Linked DNA regions of Mus musculus: region 1 is linked to region 2. A link is a contact called in public Hi-C data. All regions are on one chromosome and are shown on one strand. Each heading gives the region's core, a stretch centred on a gene start, on an enhancer-like site or on the middle of the called end of the contact. The rest is flanking DNA. Distances are from core to core; before and after follow the strand shown.

Region 1 (4,328 bases), core at 13-2,512, 200 kb after region 2:
GTGTCCCAGCCCAGCCTACCAAGCTGGACCACCACATAGAACAGTGTTTATGAATGCTGCCTAAAACAAGCCTTATACTGCTTGGGGCAACTTTCTCAGAGTGGCAGTCCTCTGCTAAATTCCCAGAGATCCTGCCCCTTTCCACTTACATGAGAAAATGAGTCAACGTCTGCAGTGTTGACATCATTAGTCTTGTCTCTTAGTGTCACCTGCAAATTTACCTTCCCTGGCTGATGCTCTGAGAATGAATCCTTCTGCCGGGGAAGCATGTTTCTTTCCCAAGGGCACAGCATTGAGACTCCACAAGAGATCAAAGTCAGCTTTCACCATCACCTCACAAAATGATGAGCCCAGTAGTCTAAGAGCTCACCAAGCTCTAAGTGCACCATGCCAGTTCTTCCATAAAGCAGCAAAGTCCATCCTTGGATTCCCAAGATGCCCCAACAGCCATCTTCCCTGACCCATCTCCATGAGTCTGGGAGAAGTAATGAAGCCACCTCCATTTCTGCTCTTCTGCGGAGTGTAAGCATGGCAGAGGATGGAGCCAGAGTTAACAAATCCTAGGATATAAAGGAACTCGTCAATGAGACCCACATGATGGCTTGCTGTCACAGTTGGCCCTGACAGCTCTACCGTGGAGGCCTAGAGGCCCCATGTACAAAGGGAAGTAGTAACATCCACATTTGTGGTTCCCAGTCACTGGGCAGTGCAGCGCTTTAGAGACCTGAACACCCCAGTCCGCCACAGAGCATCACTCTGCTGGATTTGCAGATAGCAAGCAAAAGCCCCAGGGGGGCTTCCTTTCATGCCCAGCTCTGCACTCCACCTGAATCCATTTCAGTCTGGAGCCTCTCAGAATCTCCAGTGGAGTCTAATCAGGACCATCGGTCGACTGATGGAGATGACATTTCATTGTGTGTGACTGCCAGTCTGTATCCCAAGAGGATTGGCTTAAATGCCTGAATGACTTAGCTCCCCAGGAGCAGTGCCATGCCTCCGTGGGAGCTTGGAACCAGCTTTGGTCCCCTTATCTTACCCCAAATTCATAACCCAGTCATTCCAGCCCTGGCACACAGACAGGAGCAAGCCTGAAGGTGGTCCACGCTCCCTGGCTATGTTTCTAGAGTCAGCTCCAGCAGGCCGTGTTTCCACTCAGGGCTGGGTGCTTGGAAAGTCAACCCAGTTTCATTCTGAATTACTCTCACATTCGCTGGGAGCAGTTCCTGAAGAATTTCACCCCCGCCTACCTTCAGCCCACGCTGGCTGGCTTTCTGCTCAAAACCACCTGGAACAGGAAATGCCTCCAGTTTGTATCCATGGCTAAGAACAGAGCTGGCTGAACTCCTAGTGGAAATAAAAAAAAAAAAAAATTAAAAAAAAAGAAAGAAAAAAGAATCTGACACAGTGCCAGGAATAGAAGTGGGTTGACTGTGGGTCAAGTCTTCCAGTTGACTCCTGATGGGGAAGAACCGAAATGAACCCTCTGGCTTTCTGCGCCCCTCTGAGCCAGCAGAGAACAAGTAGGCAGGGAGGGAGAGCCTGCCCTTGCACGGCCACTGCTGACAAGGAGTGCCCCTTCTTGCTCTGTGGAACACCCACTTGCTATCTTCTCCGAGAGTACCTATAAGTCCCAAAATGGTGGGCAAACATCCACCTAGAAAAGGGCCCGAGCTGAGAATGGTTGGCTGTTCAGCATGTGGCATTATGCTGTGGGCTATGCAGAGATCTTGTCCTGTCACAGTGATCAAATTCTTTGTTCCTGTGGTACCCTGCAAAAAAGTCAGTCCCAACTATTCAACTATTGAAAGCATGTAAGTAAAATCCACAAAGCATGCTTTCCCCTCCAACCCCCACCCCTCTGGATCCTGGTTTAAAACATGCAGCCTCTGGCGCAGGCAGACGCAGCTTGAGAAATCTCCTCCACAAACCAGCACATTAGACCCTGCAGAAGGACTCAAACCACTGGCAGAATCCCGTCCTCTCTGCTTCGAACTGTTACTTGCCTGTAAATCAAAGTATGTGGGATCCTTTGGATGATGTTGCTGAGTCTTCTCTGAGTCCCCAAATCCTAGTGTTACCTGCAGACTGGTTGGTCTTGACATGCTTACAGACTAAGAGGGTTGGATGCCTGAGAGCTGAGCGGACAGCAGCTTCATTAAGAATATGGGCATGTCACATACATCGGCCTCAGGACACACTCCCTCACAGAGGAGCTACCACAAACCCTGCTTGGACCCACTCCCAGAAGTCAGGAGTCAAGTCAACCTAAGGGGACAAGAGTGACAACCCCGTGAAGTCACTGAATCACTAGGCTCCACCAGGAAGCTACCTGTTCACTGTCAGAAATGACCTTGATGTCCTAACACTGACCCAACACTGACCTCTCGCCCTTTGGAAAGGAATGTCAAGTGCTAAATTCTGCTTGTTCATTTTCTACATGGAATATGGAAACTTAGAAATTTTGTGTCCTGCTAGGTAACTCCCACCCAAGTAAGAAACGTTAAAAGCCATGCCCACACCTCAGGAAGCTCTTGCTTCAAATTCTTCCTGAACTGAGAAATCATGGCATATATATATATATATATATATATGTATGTATGTATGTATGTATGTATGTATATATACATACACGCGCGCGCGTGTGTGTGCACTACTATCCTGAGGACCCTGCTCAGATGAGCAGAGGGGCTCAGCAGCCAGGCCTCCACCGCCATCCTGACCACTACAGCTGCCGCTTCTACCCTGGCTCCCCTGGGATGGAGCAGCTGACGATAGTAACGATCCCCCAACCCTAAGCTTGGCTTTTCTCTTCTCTAGATGTACTTTCTCAGACCTCACCTCCCAGATGTTGGCCTATGGGTGTGGGCCAGGGTGATTTTGAGATCGTAATTTATAAGTCACTCAAAGCATCTTAGAAAAGGGGCCAGAGGCAGGTACACACAACACTGATGAGTGAGAGCCACCTGTGCAGGGGGTTGTTGGAGCAAAGCAGGATGGGAAAAGCAGCCTGGGAGTGTACACCAGGCCCGTTGCATGTCAGCGCTATGGAGCTCCTGTTGCTGAAGAACTCAGGTGACCCCGAGGAACTCATAAGAGCAGTTTTCTTCCTCCATCTGCCCTGTCCTTGCCATGACTAGTGTTTCTACAAGCTGGCCTCCTAAAGACTCAGTGACAATAAATCCAGTCCTTAGTCACTGGGCTTTTGGGCTTCAACTTCAGGTCCTGCTGAATTTAGGAGTCTCGAATGATGTGGCAGGAAACACTCTCGGAGGCTCTTTTCCATGTGGTGACAGATCAGGTTTACGTCTTTGGACAACACCTAGGAAGAAAGGCACTTCTCTCTGAGGTGAAAGGCAACCAAAGCCCAGAACTGGACATAGTCCCATATGACTAGAGGGGAAATATACTCTCGAGGGAAGCTCAGGAGACTGGGAGATGGGGGGACACTCCTTGAAGATGAAGAATCAGGATAAACAGCAAGTATACTAGGCAGTCAAGATGGCCACCTTGCAAGAAAGGCCAAGGCCCTGACCTCTGACTCCCAGCCCTCGCCTTGAGCTGGGAAGGGAGGCTGGTGAGTGAATGCAGAGTGAATGGGAGTTCCTGAGGAGAAGGGAAAACTGCCACCCAGATTCTCTCATCTGAGTGTGGCACATGGGTTCCAGCAGGGGCCCAGGCGTGGCTCTGGGTTGCACATGGAGAAGTTTTGTTCATCTCACTAGTTCCTGCTCACCAATGGCTATAAGTGCTCCAGAGTCCTCTACCATAGCCACAATGACAGTCAGCTTCCACCTCCTTTCTGTGACTTCACTCCATCTCTCACCCCGTTTCCCTAGCCAGACCTGTGGGAAAAGATAGCTGTCATCTTTACTGGCTCCCTTACCTTCCTGCCACAGGAGCTCTAATTGATACTGTGGCCTCCGTGGGTCTCAGTCCCCCAACCCTAAGCTTGGCTTTTCTCTTCTCTGGATGTACTTTCTCAGACCTCACTTCCCAGATGTTGGCCTCTGGGTGTGGGCCAGGGTGATTTTAAGATCAGGGCCCCACCTCCAGGTCTGCCACATGCTCCCAGAAGCAGCTTCCTTTCCCGGGTACCATAGCTAAATGTATAGGGTCTTTTTTCCCCCAAAGCATCTCCAGTTGCCTGTCTGTATCACCATCACTTACACACCCAAGACAGGAATATGCCTCTATCACAGAGCATGTGACAGCTGTGTCATGTCGCTTTGTGGTCTGTTCTTCTCCAATCTTTGAGTTCCCTGAGACCAGGAGCAGCCTGCCTCTTCCCCTGGGTGGCTGCACAGTTGAAATGCCCCGAGCTCACTCGC
Region 2 (4,917 bases), core at 608-3,107:
TTTCCCAGAGAGGTGCATAAAGTTCCTCTTGTACTTGATGTATTAGGAAGTCATTCTTGCTTTAATGAGATTCAAACAAGGTTGAAGACGTTCTGGTCACACGGTCTTCGTATGTTCAAGGCAGACCTTTTAGCCAGGGAGAGACCTTTTTGGTCCATCTTTGTACTGCTCTTGGGTTTGGCGGCCCAAGTGAGGTACTGCTTGCTTATCTAGCAGGTCCACCCTGACAGCCTTCCTTGGTGTTCTGGAAAGCCTGGATGCTTTGTCTGTCTCCTGAGCATCGGACTTCGTTGTCTGCTGTTCATCATCTCAGCTGTGTCCAGGACACGCTGGCTTGGGGGCCACACTCAGCCACTCAGGCATCACTTTCCTATGGCTGCTATACCACAGACTCAGTCGCCTAAAATAACACAGACAGTTCTCTTCCAGTCTGGGAGGTCAGAAGTCTAAAATCATTTGCACTGGATGTCAGCAAGATGCTGGATGCTCTGTGAACGAACGGAATCTGTTCCCTCACCTCATCCAGCTACCACAATCCTTGGCTCACAGTCCCTCTCTGCTTCCTCCAGCTCCACAACCAGTGACATTTCTCACGCTGCGTCCCTCTGCTGGCTCTCTTCTGTAACTGAATGCCCTTCCACCTGCCTCAGGGTTCTAAAATGACATCTGCCGAGTCCCTGTCCCCACGCAAGATACTAGTTCCATGAGTTTTGGACATTAGGACATAGGCAACTTTAGAAAGCCTCATGCAACCCAGAAAGGCATTCGTTTGTTACTCCCACCTTCCTGCCAGCACAAAGTAACTTCTCCTTTCATATCTGTTCAGCGTGTTTCCGCCCAGAACACGACGATACCACCGGGGGACAAGCATAATGCTTCCGTCTCGGACATTGCTAATACTCTGTCTTGAGAGAGAGGCTGAAATATCAACACGGAGACAATGAGACAGAGCACCATGCCATTTTTTATGGCTGCCCCTGAACCCTTTTTTCCCACACACCATTCTGCCAAACAGAGGAGCTGGGCAAGCAGCTATGCCATCTCTCCCCGGTTCTCCTCTGGGCTCTTATGCAACTCACACCCATCCCACTTTAGTAACTCAAAGCAGAGAAGGCCTCCAGCTTAAATAGGAAAATCTGCCTGGCGCTGCAGACGGATCAAAAAAATGCATGGTTTATTATTTAAAGTGAGCACTGGCCGGAGCTGTCCAGGTGGCTCAGACACTTCTGGCAGCTGGTCCTCTGTGAGACTGGAGGAGGGTTGTGGCCCCTCAGAATGCCTGGTCCAGGAGGCTGGTACATGTATGGCCTACGTACTCGTTTGGTGTTCCAGACAGCAGTGGGGGGTGGGCAAAGTTCCTACCAGCTCTCCTTGAAGTGTCTGATTTTTGAATCAGCAGCATTCATGTTCCCTCCGAGGGAGAGAACAGACAAGAGCAGAAGAGAGAATGTGTGACCAAGCAAAGGAGTGTAGCAGGGCTTCCCTCCCAGCAGGAGGCCTCAAGCCAGAAAGTCCACCCGAGGCAGGGGCAAGAGTAATGGACTTAAAAAAAAGTGGCTTTAGGTTGCATATCCCTCCCCCTTCTGCAAAGAAGTCTAGCTTTTTCAGTACACTAATTTCTCATGGAAAATCCCAGAAAAAAAAAAAAAAGTCTCATCGGGACAGCTGCTGCCCAGTTTTGTTGGGCGATTTCCAGCCGCAGATGAAGTGGGCTCATTTTGCACAGCCTTCTTCCTAAGCAACGGGCAATTTCTTGTGCACAACCAGACAGGGAATTCACTGGCTGGAACTCTGGTGGGGTTGCACAAACTGCCTCCGGGCTGAAGGAGCCCTGCCTTCCTCAACCCATGAGTGAGCCATAGATCAAATCCCTGTCACTGGGTCTGAGCAGAGTTAGAGAATGAGACATAGGGGAAACCCAATAAAGCCGTGTGTTCCCGTCCGCTGGAGCAGAAAATGCCAGGCATCATTGGTGGCCGGCTTTGGCCGAGGGGTGGCCAGATCCCAGACCCAACTGTAAAGGGACACAGGGCTCTTCTGCATCTGCCTTGGGGGGCACCTCCTGTCTTGGCTGCACTTAGAGGATGGATCCTCCTTTCTAAGGAAATAGCCATCACTTAGAGATGGGACTTATGAAACGGGGTCCTGTCAGCACCCTGTTAGGGTGTGTCTTCTGGGCCTTCGTGGTTTATAGAACTACAACTTATCCCTAAAATGCAAACTGTTGACCCACCATGAAGGCTGACTTCACTATGGTGAAGGAGACTCTGTGTTTGGGGATGATAGTCAACAGGGCTGTGGGCCTGCTCTGCCCTCCAGGGTGTCATCTGAGTCACGTTTGGCCCATTGGTTTCTTTTCTGCGACACAGTTAATCATCCTGTTGGAGTTGAGTGTTCATGGCACACCAGGGCCCGGCTGTCCTGTCATGGGCCTGGTTGGTCTGCCTCTGTTTGACAAACTGCCTCCTTCAGTATAAACCTGTGTGTTCCAGCAGTGAGCCGACAGCCTAGCCACTGTGTTTGCTTGTCCTTGGGGCTTCACTGTCTCTTGTCAGGGAATCATCTCCCCTCTGTCTTTCTTGTTTCTCCTATCTTAACACTGCTGTCATTCATGTCATGTGTGTGTGTGTATGCATGTACACAAACATGCAATCATAACACCCCTCTCTTTATTACTAGTATACTAGACTAGTAATATACAAATATATACTAGTATATATTGCTAGCATATAGGCACAACCTCATGTACATTTTTAAATTTTATTTTTCGACAGTTTCATGTGTATGGAATGTTTTGATCATCACTCCATGGCTCTCTTGTCTCCCTTCCATTCTCTCTGAACCCCTGCTTCCTCCTTTTCTCCTCCTCCTCCTCCTCTGCCTCCCAGCAAATTCTTCTCCTTCTTTCATATCTTTTAGAAAAGGATCCACTGAGATCATTGAGGGTGTTTGCGTGAGCATGGTGGGTGGTAGTTACTGGAGTGTGAGCCACATAGACATGACCACACCACTGAAGGAAATAAAATGTCTCTCCTATCCCCAGCTTCTATTAACTGCTTATCAGCCAGGAGGCGGGCCCTCACTAGCTTTTCCTTCATCCACGAGGCAATGCTGGTGGGCCTGCTTGTGTGCAAGCCAGCTCAGTTGTTAACTCATGAGTGCAATGGCCGTGTCCTACCCACCCTAGGGCTGGCACTCAGCAGCCACTTGTTTTCATCAGACTGATAAGTGACCAGTCTCTGCCATATGAACTGCTGCCCACTGCAGAAAGGTCTTTGACCAAGGTGAGGACAGGGCTGCTCTGTGGGCATTATTAGCACGTATCCACTGGCTGTGCAAAGGGTTTCATAATGACATCACACGTGTGTGTAGAATGCATTTTGTAGATATCATCCCTCCGTTTTCTTCTTTCTTTCTTCTTTCATCCCTCCAACTTCTCCCCAATATACTTCTAATAATCCCCCTATCATGTTATCCCCATCACCCCAGGATTTCACATACAAGAAAAAAAATTCAGTATTTATCCTTCTGATCTGGCTTATCTCACTTAGCATGATAATCTCTGGTCTCATCTGTTTGCCTGAAAATGGCATGATGTTGTTCTTTATGGCTGACTAATGCCCCATTGTATGTGAGAACCTCATTTTCTTGCTCTGTTCATGCACTGGTGGGCACCAGACCCAGGCCACACACACAATACCACATCTTGGGTGTGTTGAATAGTGCCACAGTAAACAAGGTTGTTCAGGGATGTCTGTTGTAGGGCAACTGGATGTTTTGCGTGTCTGGCTGGAGCACATGGAAGTTCTAGTTTTAGACTTTGAGGGACCGTGGCTGCTCTAACTTCTATTGCCACCAGCAGTGAATAATAACATCTTTTCCCAGAGTCCTTGGCAACACTTGTTGTTTGTTTGTTTTAATAAGTCACTCTGACTACAGTCATATAGGATAACAATGTTGTTTTGATTTACAAGGTTGTTGTAATTTCCTGACAGCGAAAGATTTTAAGCACTTTTTCATGTGTTTATTGGGTGCTTCTTCTTGTTCAATTCATTGGCCCCTTTGCTGATTGAATCGTTTGCTATTTTGGTATTTACTTTTTGAGTTCTTTATATATTCTGTGTATTATCTCCCTGTTTCTGAGACAGAATATATACATGAAAGTGTTCCAGAGAAGGGGTGGCTTTGTCACATTTACCCTTTATATTTTGTCTACACACCTGGCTCCTTGTCACACTTTGAAAACCTAGTGTGAATGGGTGTGGGAGGCGGGGTGGGCTCCATGGCTATCAGGCCAGCGGATCTTAGGGGCCAGTGTCAGTCCTGGCTTCATCACACACTCCTGAGTAACCTTTGAAGAGTTTGTGGGGCCTTCAAGATGGGGCTGTTTGATGTCACAGGCAGTGGCGGAGGGCCAGCGAGCAAGAATGGCAGGGGGGACATTCTGTTGGTGTACACATTCCAGGCACAGTTGAAGCTGGACTGGGAGTTGGGAACATAGCCTTGCTTGGGACGTCAATGTTGAGACAGGTTCCCACCACAAGCAGATTGCCCTGCTTACTGTCAGGGCTAAAGAGCCACTGGCTTAGGGGACACTGTGACTTATGAGGACATAAGGACAGAGGTAGTGTCTATAGCCCAGTTTCCTTACCATAGATGAGCAGGACAGCATGTATCCAAGGTGTGCCCAGGTGAGTGGGAGCCACGTCCTTGTATCCCCAAGACTGGCCTCTTCAAAGGTTGGGCCAAACTTCCCTTGTTGAGAAAGTAACCCAGAGAAGCAGCCAGAGTGAATGAAGCTGGAGGCCCTGCCTGGATTTCTGTTTTCCTTTCCCATGACTTTTTCTTCCCCCCTCCCACCCCCCCCCCATTCCAGTGTGGACAGTAGAGACTTCTTGAAGAACATCCAGCTTGGAG

What was found. Hi-C and Micro-C count contacts between places; a contact is called where the count stands out from the background.
Region 1: a Hi-C map of cerebral cortex shows a contact between it and region 2, with 2.8 times the contacts expected there. The contact joins two enhancer-like sites. A contact is called at or near these places in 4 of 484 Hi-C or Micro-C datasets (cerebellar granule neurons, cerebral cortex, nephron progenitors and 1 more).

What each region holds. Positions count from the first base shown.
Region 1 is chr7:67,063,594-67,067,921 of GRCm38.p6, forward strand. The region is part of intron 16 of Adamts17 (a disintegrin-like and metallopeptidase (reprolysin type) with thrombospondin type 1 motif, 17); the gene reads left to right. Among named protein-coding and RNA genes, the nearest start is that of 1700112J16Rik, 160 kb to the right of the region's middle. Within about 2 kb of position 1,263, at least 17 of the 459 cell types and tissues checked have an H3K27ac peak or open chromatin away from gene starts, as enhancers often do. A contact at or near this core is called in cerebral cortex, where this site is marked.
Region 2 is chr7:66,866,549-66,871,465 of GRCm38.p6, forward strand. The region is part of intron 3 of Adamts17 (a disintegrin-like and metallopeptidase (reprolysin type) with thrombospondin type 1 motif, 17); the gene reads left to right. Among named protein-coding and RNA genes, the nearest start is that of Gm33627, 29 kb to the left of the region's middle. Within about 2 kb of position 1,858, at least 54 of the 459 cell types and tissues checked have an H3K27ac peak or open chromatin away from gene starts, as enhancers often do. A contact at or near this core is called in cerebral cortex, where this site is marked.